Regions from separate parts of the Anas platyrhynchos genome. Here region 1 is linked to region 2. The links are chromatin contacts, called in public Hi-C maps. All regions are on one chromosome and are shown on one strand. Each heading gives the region's core, a stretch centred on a gene start, on an enhancer-like site or on the middle of the called end of the contact. The rest is flanking DNA. Distances are from core to core; before and after follow the strand shown.

Region 1 (3,549 bases), core at 215-2,714, 35 kb before region 2:
GAGATCTTCATTAAGCAGGTTGCACCGAGATCTCTGCCCACAGGCAACACAGGGAAGAGCAATCCTTCACTCGCAGGAAACATTTTGCAGGTAGAGAAGCAGTTATTTTTGGTAACTGCTTTGCTGAGACTTGGAGCGTGCCCTACTGGAGAGAGGAACACCCCTGGGTGCTGGGCTTGCAGCCTCCACGTGGGCCCTGCTGCTGGGGTTCCAGGAGGTGGCACGAGCTCATTTGTCTCTGTGATTAAGTTTTCCTTTACCATCTAATCTCCCAACCCTGCCTTTCCTAGCCGTGTTTACGCTGCTGATCACAGGTGTGGGCTTACCAGGAGGTCGCTGTGCGGGATGGAGAGCAGAAGCTTGATAAAGGTTTGCAAGGCGTTGTCCAGTGCATCGTCCCCGTACAGGCGGAAGACCCCGAAGTTGACGTAGCTCCCGCTCAGTGCAGCCTTCAGCATAGAGAAGCAGATGGAAATCCCCTTGAGCTTCAAGGCGTAGACTTGATCCTTTGGGACCTCCCCAAGCGTTAGGATACGATTTCCTGCACGAGCACAGAAGCGGACTCAGTATTTCAGCAACCACATCCGAACCCCTTCTCCCTCAGGGGGGCAGGAAAGACACAAAGGGAGAGCCCTAAGGAGTGACTGAGGAGTCAGCCACAAGCACCAAAGACCTATTATTTCCCAGGCAGCAGTTAAGGACCCCGTTACAAGTTAAAAGCTCTACTAGGAATCAGGGAAAACATCTGCGTGGAGTTTTGCTGTGGAAACAGGATGCACGCCAGGACTGCTCTCCACTTGCTTTGCAGGTCTGCCCGTGTCACCCCGCAGGCTCCCGCGGGGCTCAGCTGGGTTTCCTGCTCATTGTTGTCATTTTCCTCCTTGTTGGAGGAGCGTGGCAAACACCCTGGTGGTTCTGACTGCCTGCCTACCCGAGGACTTCATGCAGAAGCATCTCCCTGGCTCTGAGCATGCACTCAGCAAGTGATTTGGCACTGCCTGCCAGCCCAGGGTCATTCTCCGAGCTGGCAAGAGCCCAGCCCTCACTCCCCAAGCGAGCAGAGGGGTCAAGTGCATTCCATCCCACCTGCTGGGCACTCACCATACGTAGTTATCATTTTACTTGTTTCTCGGAAGAGCAGGATGCCGTTTGGTGAGGACACATCAAACTGCAGCCGTTGGGACCTAACGGGAAGGCAGAAAATAAATCAGATCTCTAACAAACTCATGGAGGAAAACAAAGCCCACGCACCAGGACCTCCAGGTGCTGCTCTGTGCCTCCTCCCCAGCTCCCCAAACACCCCGCTCTGGTGGAGCACTGCTGCTCCTTCCCACCACCAGGCAGGGCACAACCTTCTCAGGGACAGATGAGCTCTGCTGTCGCAGAAGAAAGGGCCTCTACGTCACGGCCATGAGGGATATTACAAGTCTGAGGCTGGAAATCCTGGCTTGGCAATGGTCACTAGGCTACTGCACACAAACACAGCGAGCAGCTTGGAAGCCAGCATTGTGGGGCAGGCTGACTGGCTCCTATTCATAACCCGAGCAAGAGTTCAGAGCTTGGCATTTCTTCCCCTGCAGTGAATAGATCTGAAAACTGATGTGCAGCGAGCTGTCCGCTTCACCTTCGGAATAAATGAGTGTATTCCAGGAAGGTTGCTCCTGCTGCAAAGATGCCATTCAGCTGGGGTAAACACTCTGACAGCACAGCTTCTCAGCAACCCTGAAACGGCTGCGCCTGAACCTCGTGTCCTTTCCACTTGGCTGTAACAATGGTCCCTTCCTATAGGGCTGTGTTCAGCTGGCTGCGGGCCGAAGCAACGTCTTGGCAACCTTCCACTGCCAGATTAGACAGCCTCTGAATGATCTGACTAGCGTCAGAGTACCTCTCTGCTGGCAGAAAGAGCTCATGGTCTAAAGCAGAAGTGGTCAGCTGGTTGCCAGACAGAGCAGCACTCGTCTGATTATAAAGGCAGGTTTTAAAAATTAACCCAACTCGCCTGCTTCCATCTTATGGCTCCAATCCCTGGAAACAAATGCTAAAGAAATTCAGAATTCTTCCTGACCTCGTCTCCTGGTCTCACTGAGTGACACAAGTGTTATCTGGGAGCTATCAGATTTTCCTCCCAGCTGAAACAACGCCAGCTTTGCCACCTCCCACCCTTGGCAGCCTGCAGAGCATAAATAGATGGGAGCAGGGAGCACACAACTGGGCATCGACACCCACGCAGTGGCTGAAGCAGACACGAATCCCTGCCAGCCCGGGGGCTCGTACCTGTTGTGCACCAGCTCAGCCATCAGTTTGAGGACGGGCGTCGTGCAGGCTGGGTCGTGGTACCAGAGCTCAATCGCCCGCTGCAGAATCGGCATGTAGGATGGGTAGCTGCAAGGGGAGAGCTAAGGAAGGAATTTCGGTGCTTTGTTTGAAGAAGAAAGGTCACAACTTTAACCAAAAGGCATGTTTTGGGCGCTGCATCCAAGCCTTGCAAAGCAGCTGGTTAACAACACGAGGCAGAGCTGATGCTGCTTGCCAGGGTCTGCTTTAGCAGGGACAAATCTTAGGTTCACTGAAGGAATTGCACTTCTACTAGGACAAACCAAACCAAAAGGGTTGTGGACAAAAGGGGAGATGCACAAAATCTGTCAGTGCGGCAGACAGCTGACCTTCACCAGCTAAAGAGAAATCTGGAGTCCAGATTCCATGCTCTTTAAGCAGCGATGCTCTCATCAAGAAGACAAAGACACCAACCACTGTTGGCTTTAGCGAGCAAAACTTTTGTTGCTGCTGAGCTGCGCGTATCCCACGAAAAACCACTGGGTGTTACAAGTCAAATCTCTTCAGGGCCACTTGGAAAACCCCAAAGATTCAGCTCTGAGCGGATTTCTACGTTGACTTGGTTGCAGACAAACAAAGTCAAAGCTATTTTGGGGCTCACAGACAGGACACCGTGTACTAGAAAAGTGAAGATTCCTCTTTTCCCACCGCAGCCAGGATTTAGCAGGGAACACGGAGCATTTGGATGCATTCAGACGGAGCTCCCCCCACCCCAAAGGACAAGGTGGCTCAAGTTCACAGGCAACGAACGGAAGGATACATCCACTCAAAGAGCATCATGAAGCTGGTCTTGGCATTGAAGGCAAAGGCTATTCCCCTCAGGTCTCTCACCAAACCAACCAAAGTTCTCTGCGTTGCAAAAGAAGCGACACGTTAAAACATGACACACGAATGGATCTTTCCCTCCCCGGCTCCACCAGCCCATGGCCACGGCCCTTCCTCCCATCCCAGCAGCAACACGAGGTTTATGTGGTGGCTGCTGATCCCAAATTCGACAGTTCTTCCCCTTCAGTGCCAGAAACCCTCTTTAAGCTGAGCCAGCAGAGTGACAGCACTGGGGTATTTCATTCCCAGCTGGCTGAGAAGCCTCACAGCTTAAATTATGAACTAGATCCCAAGGAATACAGGGAACACCGCTGCTGCCCATCACTCCAGCCATCTACTTGTCCAACTTACTTTTGCCTCTTGTTCATTGAAAGTATTTGTGCTGAACAT
Region 2 (3,192 bases), core at 363-2,862:
AATCACGCCAAGATGAGCAGAGTTTCCCACTTCGGAAAGCCCTTTTCTCCCCCAAAAAATGCACCTAGCACCAAAACCCCCGCGTCCTCCTGCCACGCAGCGATCCCGAGGCACTTCTGAAGCCAACCTAGCGCTCTCCTGGCTGCCGGCAGCTACCTGGGGGTTCTCCAGAGCTGCTGCTGGGCGCCTTTACCTGCGGCGGGGAGAAGAAAAAGAGGATAAAAACACCCCCAGGACCCCCAGCCACGACGCCGAGCGATCCCTGCACCTCTGCCCGGCCGGCTGAAGGCACCGTGCCAGGCTGCAGGTGCCTGACCCCGGCCTGCAAACAACTTTTCCCTCGGAGCCAAACATCTCCCGAGCCCCCGCTGTTAAATTTTAACCCCCCCCCGGAGCCGCCAGCCTGCGATGGCGGTGCCCAAACTTCCAGTTTCTCACCCCGATATTTAACGGAGAGCCAGGCAGGGCTTTTAAAGGGCGGCTTCAGCCAGGCCCGCAGCAGGGTTTTGAGAGCCAGATGAGTTTTGGGGGGTTTTAGTAAAAGCAGAGCGGGTTTTTAAAGGGAAAGAGGGGAATTTGGAGAATTTGGGGGGAAATATAGGGGTAACGCAGTGAGCCCCTCTGCACCATGGTGCCCACTGCCCCCATATGGGGTTGGGGAGTGGGTGCTGGGGGGGGGGTAATGGGGTGCTAAGGGGATACTGGGGGAGTCCTGGGGGGATCCTGGGGGAGTACTGGAGGAGTGCAAAGGGGATCCTGATGGGATCCTGAGGGGGTCCTGGGGGGATTCTGGGGAATCCTGGGGGGGTCCTGACAAGGTGCTAAGGGGATCTTGGGGGGGTGCTGTGAGGATCTGAACGGGATATTGAGGGGATCCTGGGAGGTTGCTGAGGGGATCCTGGGGGGATCTTGGGGGGGTGCTGTGGGGATCCTGACGGGATATTGAGAGAATCCTGGGGGGATCCTGAGGGGATCCTGAAGGGGCTCTGGGGGGGTGCTAAGGGAATCCTGACGGGATATTGAGGGAATCCTGGAGGGGTGCTGTGGGGATCCTGGGGGGATCTTGACGAGGTGCTACGGGGATCTTGGGGGGCTGCTGTGAGGATCCTGACGGGATATTGAGGGGAACCTGGGGGGGTGCTGAGGGGGTTCTGAGGGAATCCTGGGGGGGTCCTGAGGGGATCCTGGAGGGATCCTGAGGGAATCCTGCGGGGGCGCTGAGAGGATCCTGAGTGGATCCCGGGCTGTTGCTGAGGGGATCCTGCCGAGACCCTGAGGCGATCCTCGCCCCCCTTTTTCCCTCCCCCACCCCCTTTTCCCCCCCCTCCCCCCGCCGCGGCCTACCCCCGTGCCTCAGGCCCCGAGGCCTGGCAGCAGCGAGGCCGGGCCGAGGCGTGGCGGCCCCCCGGGGGCCTCCCCCCTCACCTGCACATGGTCCGCCATCTTGCGCCATTCATGCTCCGCTCCCCCCCGCCTCCGCCGGGCCTTCTCCTCCTCCTCCCCCCCCCCCGCCCCTGCCCCCTGCTTCTTCCTCCTCCTCCTCCTCCTCCTCCTCCTCCCTCCCCTCTCCTTGTCGGCGGCGCCGCCGGGGGCTACTGCGCATGCGCGCGCCGCCCCGCCCCACCGCGCATGCGCGCGGCCGCCCCGGCCGCGCCCCGCCCGCCGCGCGCGCGCCGAGTGAGGCCACGCCCCCTCCGTGATGGCGGGGTGACGTCACGGAGCGAGGGGGCGGGGTTAAAGGGGACGCGGCCTGCGCGGCCTGAGGGAAGCAGTGGGACCAGTAACACCAGTAACACCAGTATGAGCGGGGCGCAGGCACAGTGCGCAGCTCCAGAGCTCCCAGTGCTGCCCAGTATACAGCCACAGTGCTCCCAGTGCCTGCAGGGTGCAATACCAGTGCTCCCAGTGCACAGCACCAGTGGCACCAGTACAACCAGTGCACAGCCCCAGTGCTCCCAGTGCTCAACACCAGAGCTCCCAGCGCTCCCAGTACTCCCAGTGCCCCCAGGGTTGAACACCAGTGCCCACAGGGCCCAACAGCAGTGCTCCCAGTGCCTCTAGGGCCCGGTACCAGTGCTCCCAGTAGTTCCCAGTACACAGCCCCAGTGCTTCCAGTGTCCCCAGAGCCCAACACCAGAGCTCCCAGTGCTTCCCAGTGCACAGCCCCAGCGCTCCCAGTGCCTCCAGGGCCCAACACCAGTGCCTCCCAGTACTCCCAGTGCCCCCAGAGTTGAACACCAGTGCCCGCAGGGCCCAGTACCAGTGCTCCCAGTGCCACCAGTACACAGCCCCAGTGCTCCCAGTGCCCCCAGAGCCCAGTGCCAGTGCTCCCAGTGCCTGCAGGGTCCAACACCAGAGCTCCCAGTGCTTCCCAGTGCACAGCCCCAGTGCTTCCCAGTGCCTCCAGTGCCCCACACCACTGCTCCCAGCGCCTGCAGTCCCAGCACCACAGCCCCCACCACTCCCAGTGCTCCCAGTTAGCGCAGGCCCCGCCCCGCCGCCCCACCCCAGTGCTCCCAGTGCTCCCAGTGCCCCCAGCGGGACCCCCCCGGGCTGTGCCCGCTGCGGGCCGGGGCGGAGGCGGCCGCGGGCGCCCCCTGGCGGCACTGGAGGGAGGCACCGGGGGGGGCGGGCATCGAGGGATCCACTGCGTGCACCCAGGGATCCAGTGCAAGTACCAAGGGATCCAGTGCTCTGCATGCACCGAGGGATCCCCCGAATGCACGAGGGATCCCCTGCATGCCCCAAGGGATCCCCTGTGTGCACCAAGGGATCCAGTGCTTTGCATGCACTGAGAGATCCCTTGCATGTACTGAAGGATCCAATGCTCTGCATGTACCAAGGGATCCCCTACATGCACCAAGGGATCCAGTGCTTTGCATGCTCCAAAGGTCCAAAGGATCCCCTGTGTGCACTGAGGGATCCAGTGCTTTGCATGCACCGAGGGATCCCCTGCATGTACCAAGCGATCCAGTGCTTTGCATGCATGCAAAGATCCCCTGCATGCACCGAGGGATCCAGTGCTTTGCATGCTCCAAGGGATCCCCTGCATGCACCAAGAGCAGCAGTGCTCTGCGTGCACCAAGGGATCCCCTACAGGTACCCAGGGATCCCCTACAGGTACCCAGGGATCCCCTACAGGTACCAAGGGATCCCCTGCACGTACCGCTGAGCGGGACCAGGTGCCTGCAA

Evidence for each region. A called contact is a pair of places that touch in the nucleus more often than the background predicts.
Region 1: a contact with region 2 is called in a Hi-C map of skeletal muscle, with 4 times the contacts expected there. The contact joins the enhancer-like site here to the promoter of XPO7 in region 2. A contact is called at or near these places in 2 of 8 Hi-C or Micro-C datasets (liver and skeletal muscle).

Annotation. Positions count from the first base shown.
Region 1 is chr23:1,893,381-1,896,929 of IASCAAS_PekinDuck_T2T, reverse strand. XPO7 (exportin 7) reads right to left here. Exons shown (of 28, transcript XM_038166910.2): 19 at 3,511-3,549; 20 at 3,095-3,183; 21 at 2,275-2,382; 22 at 1,102-1,184; 23 at 327-541. Among named protein-coding and RNA genes, the nearest start is that of PBDC1, 10 kb to the left of the region's middle. Within about 2 kb of position 1,464, at least 1 of the 8 cell types and tissues checked has an H3K27ac peak or open chromatin away from gene starts, as enhancers often do.
Region 2 is chr23:1,858,391-1,861,582 of IASCAAS_PekinDuck_T2T, reverse strand. XPO7 (exportin 7) reads right to left here and starts at 1,612. Exons shown (of 28, transcript XM_038166910.2): 1 at 1,426-1,612. The coding sequence starts at 1,443.